Linked DNA regions of Sus scrofa: region 2 is linked to region 1. A link is a contact called in public HiChIP or PLAC-seq data. All regions are on one chromosome and are shown on one strand. The core of a region is the stretch at or near the end of the contact, and the rest is flanking DNA. Distances in the headings are between cores, read along the strand shown.

Region 1 (5,816 bases), core at 167-2,666:
TGAAATCTTTAAAAAGAATTTCAGAGACACCTGCCTTGGGGCATCTCAGGAAAAAAAAAAAAAACATGTTTCAGAAAAACAGGTATTATTGGCCCATAGCTCCTTAGAAGCAGAGCACCCGACCTGTTCTTTAAAGAGAAGCTGTGTTGGTTTCCCCAGGTCTTCAGCATGTGCTGGTGGTGAGGCGAGGGCCGGCTGGAGGGACCGGCGGGCAGGAGCTGGAGGCCACCATGAGATAGCAGGAGGAGGGGAGGCTGCAGCCGCCCCCCTTGGTGCTGAGCTGGTCCAAGGTCCCGGCACACGGGAAGCCTCCCTTGACTAACCCAGCCTCCGCACCCCTGCTCATGGGCGGAGCTTCCAAACCGTCTCTCCCTTTGTGCTGGTTGATATTCACGTGTGGCTGCTGCAGGTCTTCTCTCAAGGTGGGTATTCCTCTCTTGACTTGAACTTCAAGCTTCTCGAGGGCAGAGATACCATTTCTTCCTTGTTTTGGTGTGCACCCATCACCGGCGGACAGGGACAGTCACCGGGGCTGGGAGGGACCGCGACCTCCCTCTCTGCGGCCTGACCCTGAGTGAGGCCTCTGATTGCAGAGGGGCCAGAGCACGCAGTGGGAGGGGGGGATCGGGGCGGGGGGCAGGACTAAGAGGGCGGAGAGAGGGCAGGCGAAGGGAAGCCTGGGTGGGGGTGAAGGGCAAAGGCCATCACCCCAGGAAGGCCTCGTAGTCCATGTACCATACCAGCTGGCCAGACGTGGGCAGGACGCCCGAGATGGGCCACTTCTTGGGCTCGTGGCCCACGCGGCTCACCAGCATGGCGATGTCGCGCTTCATCCTGCCCATGACCAGGACCGCCACCTTCCTGGCACGGTTGATGAGGGGCAGGCTGAGGCTCATGCGCTGGAACGGCCTGGATGGGCTCTCGGTCCGTACCACCAGCTGCTCGCCGTCCAGGCCCGTGGGCGACTGCGGGAAGAGGGAGGCCGTGTGCCCATCCGTGCCCATGCCCAGCAGCACCAGGTCGAAGCTGCTATTGGTCACCAGGGCGGAGATCTCCTCGGCGTAGGCCTGGGCGCCCTGGTCCTCCTCGGCGCAGAGCCGCTGGTGCCGCTGCACGGGCATGGGGTGCACGTTGTAGTGGGGGACACGCACGTGCTGCAGCAGGTGGGCCTGCAGGCCCTGGAAGTTCGACTCGGGGTCCCAGAGAGGGACGCAGCGCTCGTCCACCAGCCACAGGTGCGTGTGGGCCCAGGGGAAGCCGTAGTGGCCCGTGGCCAGCTGCTGGAACAGGGCCACGGGGCTGGAGCCGCCTGAGAGCGCCAGGTGGAACTTGCCGAAGCGCTGCACGGCCCGCACGGCCGCGGCCTCGATGTCGCCGGCCAGCCTGGCAATCAGCTCCTCGGGCCAGGCCGAGATCAGCGGGCTGTGGCGGTACTTCGCCGTGAGAACCTGGAAGTGGCTGGGCGTCGGGACAGAGCCTGGCCCTGGCACCACCTGCTCCGGCGGCGGCTGCGAGAAGGACAGGCGGTTGCTGCTGAACTCAAAGTCCAACACGGGGCCATTCTCCGCTCCCCCTGGGTAGAGGCGTGGGACCTCACGGGCCAGGCTTTCCAGCAAGGGGGTCCAGAAGACCCAGGAGGCCAGCAGGTTCTCCGTGGTGACGAAGGAGTCCTTCCGGTGGTGGAAGATATGAGATATGAGGATAGAGTAGGCGTCCTGCTCCCTGACAGGGCTGTAGGCATAGAAATCAGACAGGGGGCGGCCAAAGAGGTGCAGCCCGGGCCGATCGGTCACCTCCCACCAGCTGGCGGAGGGCAGGGAGGGCCTGAACAGGTTCCGGCTGACCAGCACGGCAGGGCTGCCCAGCTCGCCGTGTCCAATGTAGAAGATGACCTGCCGCGGCAGGCACTGGCTCTGCTCAGCCTCCCAGCGCCTCTCGCTCTGGGCGCAGTACGCCTGGTTCTTGAACAGGACGCGCGCGTAGCTCACTCTCTCATCCAAGGCTTTGCCGGACATCAGGATGAAAGGGACGCCCTCCCAGCGAAGGTTGTCGACATGCACGAGGATGCCTGGGGCGACAGGGGGACAGCGGAGGTGACACTCCAGCACTGGAACCCAGGACCGCCTGGCCCATGTGCCATCCCTTCTCCTTCCTGCCAGCCAGCCAGCCTCCTGCTCTCCAGGTCCCTCCTCTGGGCACCTACTGCCGAGACAGCCCCTGGCTCGCCTTTCGCCTCGTCCATGTCGGGGCTCGAGACGTAGCCTCTGGGGCCACCATGGACACCCACATCCCTTGAGGCACCTGTTGGCATCATCGGCACTGAGCAAAGGAGAACTGGCCTGAGCGACTCCAATCCAGAGACTAGAGAGGGGTCTCACGGTGGGGGCACGGTGGGGGAGATCCTGACCGCTGGGGGGGGGGCCCTACGGGAAAGTGCTTCCTTCCATTGGCAGAGCACCCAGGACGCATACAGGGAGGCGGGGAGGGGGGCAGGGCACCCAGCCACAGGCCCGCAGGGAACTGGCATGCAGGGGAGGAGGCCTGCGGGGGGTCCATGGCGATAAGGGCTGGACACTGAGCACAGCCCAGACCCAACTCCAAGCCTGATTTTCTCATGGACTATCTCCACATGACCTTGGGCAAGTTCTGGCGACTTTACTGAGCCTCGTGTTTCCTCTCCTCTCAGGAGGGATGACAATCATACCTGCCCGAGGTGCCTGTGTGTGTGAAGATTCAATGAGATAATTCATATAAGGCGCCAGGCACCCAGTCAGGGCCCCACAGGCAGCTGCTGCTCTGGTCGTAGGAGCCGTGACGTTGGTGTGAGGGAGCCAGCCTCCCCCGGGAAGCTCTGAGCCTGTGGAACTCCCCAGAGGACGGCCCCAGTGGGCATCTGCCTGACCAGCGTGGTGTGTGCCCGCTGGAGATGCCCCCAGTTGCGGCGAGCAGGTCTGCGGCACCCCCTGGGGACTGGATGTCCGCTCCACAAGGGCAAGGCCAGGTCTAAGGCCAGCTGGGCGGGCCCTGGAAGCATCTGTGGACATGGACTGAACAGACATCATCACCAAGGTGACCTCTGTCTGGAGGGCACCAGCAGGGGACCTGCTGCCTGAAGCCGGGGGGAGGCCAGAGAGCTGGGGGATGGTCACTCCCCCTGAGCACTCTTGTGAAAATCCTGCTTCAAGTCCCTTCCAACCCAAACCGACGGGCATCTGGGCTGGGAGAGCGGCTTCCACCTGGGGGGGGGGGGCAGCCCAGCAGCCCCACAGCCCAGCAGCCCGGCCCCAGAGCACACCTGCGAAGGTTGGCGTCAGGCTGTGGAAGCTGTCTGGCTTCTGCAGCTCTCTGCGCACCTGCCGGCTGTAAGCCTGGTACTGGCCCACGACGGCGCTGCTCTTCTGCAGGCCCCGCAGGGCCCGGAAGGCCTGGAGCTTGTGCTGCAGCACGGCCTCCGGGCTGCTGACGTTGCCGGGCAGCTCCATGGCCACCAGCGTGAGGATCTCGGTCAGGTGGTTCTGGATCACGTCGCGGATGACGCCGTATTCCTCGTAGAAGCTGGTGCGACCTGAGCCAGAGCGGGGGCAGGGGGAGGTCGTAAGGACCAGGCAATGCATCTGACTCCCCCCACCCCGACCTCCAAGGAGCACGGAGACCCCCGCCTGCGCTCCTCGTCCCCACACCCACGCTCCCGAGACAGAGTGTGATTCATGCCCGAGCAAATGAGAGGAGGGCAGGCGACTTAGAGCCACACCCCTTCAGTGAAAACTTTCTCCCAGAAGGTGCCAGACCCCTTGGGCATCTCCAGGCGTCTGCTTGGGGAAGGCTCTGCTTCTTGCAGAGGCCGCACTGCATCCTCAGATCCCACGCCCTGGCCAGCAGGTTTGGCGCCGAGGGAGGCTGTGCATCGCCGGAAGAACCCGGGCTGCTTGCCAGCGTGTGGCCTGGGCAAGTGACATGACTTCTTTCTAAATGTAGGGGAAGCCAGTGGCGGGTTTGAAGGAGGAAACCTCGGGGTCTTCGGTCCATTCAGAATGGACCCCGACGTCTTGTGGGGACAGTGGCTGGAGATGGGGAGGCTGTACAGCTGCCCAGAGGAGAGACAGCAGGGCTTGGACGACAGTGGCTACAGAGGAGCTGGAGAGAGTGGGCCATTCTTCCTGGGGTCAGGACCAATGGGACCTGCTGACCGACGGGGAGGAGTGCGAACGTAAAGGAGGAACCAAAGAGAACGCCCAGAAGTTAGGCCTGAGCAAGAGACAGGCATGGTGACATTTAGTGCAGAGCCTGGGAGGGGTAGTAGTTCGATGGCGGAGAAACGAGAAGTTCCGGTTTAGGTATGTTTAAGCTTAAGACACACAGGTGGAGTCAAGTTGGCCGGTAGGCAGGGTGACCGAGAGGATAAAAGAGGGTGACACCCAGGACACCGACCACAGAGCCCGGCAGTGACAACAACGATGCTTGCTCTGCCCGACCCAGTGCAGAGACACTACTCACCCCTCCCTGTCACCCCCACGAGATCCTGCCCAGGGGACCACAGCTGTCCCCGTCACCCCCACGAGATCCTGCCCAGTGGGACCACAGCCATCCCCATCATACCCACGAGATCCTGCTCAGGGGACCACAGCCGTCCCCATCATACCCATGAGATCCTGCTCAGGGCACCACAGCCGTCCCCATCACACCCATGAGACCCTGCCCAGGGGACCACAGCTGTCCCTAACCCACAAGGAGGAAGAGTCAAAGGCCAGGCTCAGAGTCAGGAGCTGGTTAACCACACAGAACATTTCGTTCCCTCCTCCAGAGCTCGGCGTGAACACATGACCTGATGATCTTGCGCCCAGGGTTCAAATGCACAACATCTCACCTGACATGGCTCATATCCTGCTGACCTGCCAGGACTCAGGCCAACTCACAGCCTCACGCATAGAAAAGGCCTGACACCACGGCAGGAGGGGCAGCCACTCACCCAGGCTGGAGTGCATCACCTGTAACACGGGGTCAGGGCCCTCAGCCAGGCCAGCAGCTCCTTCTCATCCCTCAGGTCTCGGCTTCAAGGAGATGTTACCGACCTCCTGGGGGTTTTGTCTTCAGCCAGTTCACCTGACTAACCTGGGGCCTGTTTCTCTCTCTTTCCTGCTACCTTTGAAGCTCTGTCCCAGCAGGACCTGCCCCTGTCCGCTCACGGCTGCATCCTGAGCACCAGAGACACACGCACAGAACACTGCACAGCAGAGAAGGTGAACACACACCTCGTCGTGGACCAGCCTCAAAGGCGTAGCGCCGAGGGGGAGAGACGCCCTTGCTGCGATAAAAACTAACTTTCAAAATATGATAAAAAATGACCAGGATGCACAGAACTTCAATAAATGAAAAATATAATGGGACATTAACAATTCCACAGATGGGCTTTAGGGATTGGAACTGGGCAAGGGAGATGGGGAGAGATTATCCTGAGAGCAGGTTAAACTCAGACACTCACAGCGTGACTCCTCTTTAAAATTAAACAGTGTTGGCGTTCCCCCTGTGGTGCAATGGGATTGGCGGTGTCTCTGAAGCACCAGGATGCAGGTTTGATCCCTGGCCTCACTCAGTGGGTTAAGGATCCGGCATTGCTGCGGCTGTGCTGCAGGCCGGCAGCTGCAGCTCCGATTCAACCCCTAGCCTGGGAACTTACATATGCTGCAGGTGCGGCCCTAAAAAGACAAAAGACAAGAAGTGGCTGCTTGTTCAGATCTGCTGGCCCACCTGCCCAGACTCAGGCCAGCTGGATGGTGAAAAGGGACAGCCTGCCCTGAGCTGAGCCCCACAAGCCAGGC
Region 2 (5,432 bases), core at 2,872-5,371, 160 kb before region 1:
CCACCTCTGCCCTTGCGTAATTTTTCTTTTCTTTTTCTTTTCTTTTCTTTTCTTTTTTTTTTTTTTTGCTTTTTAGGGCTGCATTGGCGGCACATAGAGGTTCCCAGGCTAGGGGTCGAATCGGAGCTGTAGCTGCCGGCTTACACCACAGCCAGAGCAACGCGGGATCCTTCACCCTCTGAGCGAGTCCAGGGATCGAACCCGCATCCTCATGAATGCTAGTAGGGTTTGTTACCACTGAGCCACGATGGGAACTCTATAATTTGCCTTTCAATGCTTGTCTGTGACTCTGTCCTTAGGCCCCTGTGTGCCCGGCCAACCTGAGGTCTCTCTCACCTTGCCTCCTCTATCTTGTGCCCCACATCTCCCTGTGATGGGACTGACAGTGCTTTTCCACAAAGTCTTGCACTGAAGCCTTTTGCTTGTCTCTGCGTGCTGGTCCTAGTGCGTCTCTTGGCGCCACCAAACTAGCCTCATTGCCTTGAATCGTGGGGGGGGGGGCTGCTCAGCGTGGTTGAGCCAGTGGTAGCCAGCTGGCATGTTTTCTGGCATCTTTTTTCTACCCCCTGACCAAGACAAATGGATATGGGTCAGAAAAGTACAAGTGAGTGTGTTCCCATCATGGCTCAGCGGGTTAAGAATCCAACTAGTACCCATGAGGATGCAGGTTCAATCCCTGGCCTTGCTCAGTGGATTAAGGATCCAGCATTGCTGTGAGCTGTGGCATAGATTTCAGATATGGCTCGGATCCCGAGTTGCTGTGGCTGTGGTGTAGGCTGGCAGCTGCATCTCTGATTTGACCCCTAGCCTGGGAACCTCCATGTGCCGCAGGTGCAGCTTTAAAAAAAAAAAAAAATACACAAGAGGGGGAAAGTCTGGATTTGCATTGGAAGCTTTTGAAGCTTTCCAGGAAGAAACCAAGAGTTTGAGACAAACACCGAAGGATCGGGAACACACCAGAAGTTTCAGCAGGTTCCTAATCCCTCTAGAAAGATGCACCGAGAATTCGACACCCACTGGGGGCTGAGGACCAGGTGCTGCCCCTGGAAACGCTCTCTGCGGAGCCCACACCTGCTGGTCCAGGGTGTTCTCCAGCCGTGGCCTTGGCACTGCCAGGCTTTTGTTCACAGCTCAGAAAACCATCTCAGCCCAGGTGGGTGCCTCGTGGATTCTGTCTCCTCCTACCTCATACATGTCAAACTTGTATTATCTCCTTCCCCCGAAAGGCTTGTCTCTCCCCCTCTCCCGTTTCGTCCTTGCCCTTCCCACTCTCCCTCATCTCTGAGCGAGCCTCTCCTCCGCCCTCCATCAGCTCCATCTCTGGAACCCAAATAGTTGCTCTGGAGTGTTCCTTCTTCCCTTACAAGGTCAAGGGGAAGAGCGTGTCTCCCGTCCTGCTCACTTCTAGAGGGTGTATGCTACACCATACATCGTGTGGCCACCCGTGGAGCTCCTGGTTAAATACCAAGTCAAGGGCTCTAGCTTAAGCCTTTCCTGCTGCTAAAGGCAGAATTATCCAGTGACCTTGTTGAAGACAGGAAAGCAGGCTTTATTCCCAGGGGGGCCATAGAGACGGATGCTGGTACCCCTGCAGTGGGGTCTTGCGGTGGGTAAGAGAGATTGGTCTCAATTCCAAACATGGCGTGGGTGGTGGGGTTTTCTAGCCAAGGACAGGGGAGGGATTTGTGGATAGAAAATTCCTATTTTCTACTCTGAAACATCGTGGGGAGGGGGATTCTGGCTAAACGGACCTGGTGGGATTCTTGCTAAAGGCAAGCCAGGTGGGCAGATATTCCCTGAGGGCTGATGGGGGGGGGGTGAGAAATTGATCAGATATCAAGGGTGCTGGGTTCTTCTGAGCCAACTTAGCAGGATTCTTGCTAAAACTGGATTTTATGGAGTTTCCGTTGCAGTACAGCAGAAGTGAATCTGACTAGTATCCATGAGGTTTGACTCCTGGCCCTGCTCAGTGGGTAAAGGATCCAGTGTTGTGAGCTGTAGTGTAGTCACAGATGTGGCTCAGATCCCGCATTGCTGTGGCTGTGGTGTAGGCTGGCAGCTGCAGCTCCAATTCAACCTCTAGCCTGGGAACCTCCATATGCTGTAGGTACAGCCCTAAAAAAACAATAATAATAATATGAAGAAGAAGAAAGAAAGAAAGAAAGAAAAAGAAAGAAAAAGAAAGAAAGAAAGAAAGAAAGAAAGAAAGAAAGAAAGAAAGAAAAGAAAAGAAAAGAAAGAAAAGAAAAAAAGAAAAGAAAGAAAAACTGAATTTTACAAGGAAGGGCACAGATAGATCTAGAAGTTTTAGGAGTCTGAAAAATTTGGCCAAGAAAAGAATCTTTGTCCTTTTCCAACATCTGTCCTAGGGACAGACTTATTTTTTTTTGTCCCCTCTAGTGTCAGGTCTAAAGTGTATCAAAGCTGCTATATCATGCTGTGATGTGGGAAAAATGACTTTCTTACCTTATGGAACCAATATTCTTCTTAGGGAACAAAGAGTCTTTGTTTAGTTAAGGAGCGGAAGGTGAAACAAACCCTCAGAGTTCGCAGAACCCTTCAAGAAGCGGGCAGGCAGAAATGGCTTGTGGCTGTTTAAGAACAAGGAGAAGGCTAATATTCTGTTTGGGGCTTTGTTTTGTCTTTTTTTTTTTTTTTTTTTTTTTTTTGGCTTTTTTGGGCTGCACCTGCGGCATATGGAAGTTCCCAGGCTGGGGGTCCAATTGGAGCTACAGCTGCCAGCCTACACCACAGCCACAGCAATGTAGCCATGTCTGCAACCTACACCACAGCTCAGGGCAACACCAGATCCTTAACCCACTGAGCGAGGCCAGGGATCGAACCCACGTTGTCATGGATGTTAGTTGGGCTTGTTTCTGCTGAGCCACAATGGGAACTTCTTAATATTTCCTTTTGTTAGTGTTTGTAAACTTGCTTTACTTCCCCAAATATTCAGCGAAATGTGTTTGGTTGTTATAATTATTATTACTTGGTTTTGGCGCCATGGGCATGAGCCAGGCCCACGCCAGGGCTGATGCTGCAGGAGGTGCAGATAAAGCAATGGGCTGAATCAGAGGGGGGTGGGGCACGGAGCAGGGCAAGCAGTGGCCAGGAAAAGCATGGTGGGAAATCTTGGGGGGGGCTTGGCTTAAGGGGCTGAAGGGGAACAGTGCCCGCAGCCCCATCTGGCTCTCAGCGAGAAGCTGAGACTCATTTCATGGATGGTCTGCACGCTGCCTCCAGACAGGGGGAAGCTCGGTGTGCCTGCTCTTTTAAGAAGCACTTATACTGCACCGACTGTGTGCCAGGCATAGTGCCACAGGAGACACAGGAGGAGCTTGCTCACTGACCCACACTTTCCATCGCTCCCTGGAACAACAGATTGCTTTCTTGCTTGCAAACTTTGCCGTCTCCTCCTGCCCAAAGGTGAAGTTGCATTAGTGCACATTCCTGAGTGTGGGCCATGACCCTTTTCAGTCCAGCCCCAGCTCACCTGTCAAGCCTCCTCCTCCGAAATCCCTCAGGAAGCCCCATGCCCTCAGATTGTCTGATTCCAGGATATTCCCAGAATGCACCGGGTCAGGCTGCAAAACCTCCACACCCCAATTCTATTCCTGCTGCCCTGGTGACAGCTGCTCGCCTGGACCGTTCCTGTCCATTCCTCCCAGCCGGGTTAGCAGTCATGACCTTGTGGTCCTCCCCGACCCCTCCCTCCCCTCTCCCCGCCCCATCGCCATTTCCCAAGGCCCAGCAGCCTCCATCACTGGCATCTGTGTTTCTCAGGCACAGAGATGCGCCCGCTCGCCACTGTTTGCTTTCCTGAGGTTTCCCTTCCGGGACTGCAACAAGGAGAGGGGCCTGTCTTATCTCAGGGCCCACCTGGCAGCCGGCTCTCGGGCAGCGTCTGCTGAACTGCACTGTCTAGGCAGTGGGGGTGAAATACACTTTCACCTGAGGGGCTGGAGAACTTTCCCCAGCGATGAGAGGGCAAAGAACACCAACTATGGCTGCAGCCTGCCCTCTGACTCATTTTCATCCAACGCCTGGTATAAATAGCTCTCTTTCTCTGTATCAGAAAACATCTGCTCCTACCAGCTGCCCAGTCCTGTAGCAGCACTATAAATAGCCCGGCTGGATCTAGCCTGCCTTGGCACAGGGGCCAAGGGGACCAGGAGAGAGGGAACGCCACGTGAGGTGAGGGCCGTGGGAGTGAAGACACAGGAGCCGCTCGATCTCGCGCTTTTTGCACCTCCAGGCACAGGCTGACGCTTCCCATGTGGGCCTGGAAACCCCCAGAATAGTCCTGGGAATTTGGGCAGATGCAGATAAACATCAGAGACTCCTGGCCTGGTGGTTTGCAGCACACTGTCTGCCGGGTCGCCCCCCTGGCCGAGACACAGCTTGGAACTCAATTTGAGGCCACTGTCCCCATCCCAGCGGGATCCTGGCAGGATGGGAAAAGATATGGCTTTCAAAGGAGTTGCTTTTCAAGCATTTTTAAAACAGAGTCCTGTAACTCTATGCTCCTTGAAGCTACTTTTTACATTTAATAAACCCAAGGCCTGGGAGTTCCGGTCGTGGTGCAGCGGAAATGAATCCGACGAGGAACCATGAGGTTGTGGGTTCCATCCCTGGCCTCGCTCAGTGGGTTTAGGAGCCGGCGTCACTGTGAACTGTGGTGTAGGTTGCAGACATGGCTCGGATCCTGCATTGCTGTGGCTGTGGTGTAGGCCAGCGGCTAGAGCTCCGATTCCACTCCAGCCTGGGAACCTCCATATGCTGTGGGGTGCAGCCCTAAAAAGACAAAACCAACCAACAAAGAAAAAGTCCCCCAAAACCCAAGGCCTGAATTCCATGCGGTATTGTGCTCCAGGACCGGCAAAAACGGCCAAGGAGGAGAAAAAGGAGCTTAGTGTTTGGGAGAAGGGACCTGGGAAATGTTTGGGTCCCGCCTAAAAACACAGACCACCTGCAGGCATCGCACACCCTGTTAGTGAAACCAGGGTGTGATGCTGATGGGGTTTGTGGGTGAAGCAGAGTGAAACTCTCTTCTTTACTCTGCAGGGTCTGCCCCCACACTGCCTGGGGGTGGGTGGTTTCTCTCTAGCCGAGTCCCCCATGAGATCTCTGGCGGACCTGTGGCTTTCTCACAGAGGTGAGTGGCAGAAAGTCCTCCGGCCAACTCACGTCTACAAGGTTTCTGTGTAACATGGATTCACAGAAGTTAAATTTCTTCCCACCCACCTGCGGCTGTGCCCAGCCAGAAGGAAGCCTGCCGTGGGAAAAGGCAGAGGCGCTCTTCTCGAGGCAGGAACCAATGTGTTTTAGGCCGGGGTCTCCAGAGAACTGATGGAAGGTAGAGATATATGTTTATTCTAAGGCACTGGCCTCCGGGGATTGTGGAGAGGGAACAGTCTGAGCTCTGTAGGTGG

What was found. HiChIP or PLAC-seq counts read pairs in DNA pulled down with a chosen protein or histone mark.
Region 2: an H3K27ac HiChIP or PLAC-seq map of skeletal muscle shows a contact between it and region 1. The contact joins two enhancer-like sites. A contact is called at or near these places in 3 of 47 Hi-C or Micro-C datasets (alveolar macrophages, epiblast stem cells and retroperitoneal adipose tissue) and 2 of 2 datasets of contacts at active chromatin or transcription factors (alveolar macrophages and skeletal muscle).

The regions. Positions count from the first base shown.
Region 1 is chr6:69,689,386-69,695,201 of Sscrofa11.1, reverse strand. It overlaps H6PD (GDH/6PGL endoplasmic bifunctional protein), which reads right to left. Exons shown (of 5, transcript XM_021095286.1): 4 at 3,296-3,565; 5 at 1-2,068. The coding sequence ends at 705. Among named protein-coding and RNA genes, the nearest start is that of H6PD, 26 kb to the right of the region's middle. Within about 2 kb of position 1,416, at least 3 of the 83 cell types and tissues checked have an H3K27ac peak or open chromatin away from gene starts, as enhancers often do. A contact at or near this core is called in skeletal muscle, where this site is marked.
Region 2 is chr6:69,856,925-69,862,356 of Sscrofa11.1, reverse strand. No RefSeq gene overlaps it. Among named protein-coding and RNA genes, the nearest start is that of SLC25A33, 75 kb to the left of the region's middle. Within about 2 kb of position 4,121, at least 24 of the 83 cell types and tissues checked have an H3K27ac peak or open chromatin away from gene starts, as enhancers often do. A contact at or near this core is called in skeletal muscle, where this site is marked.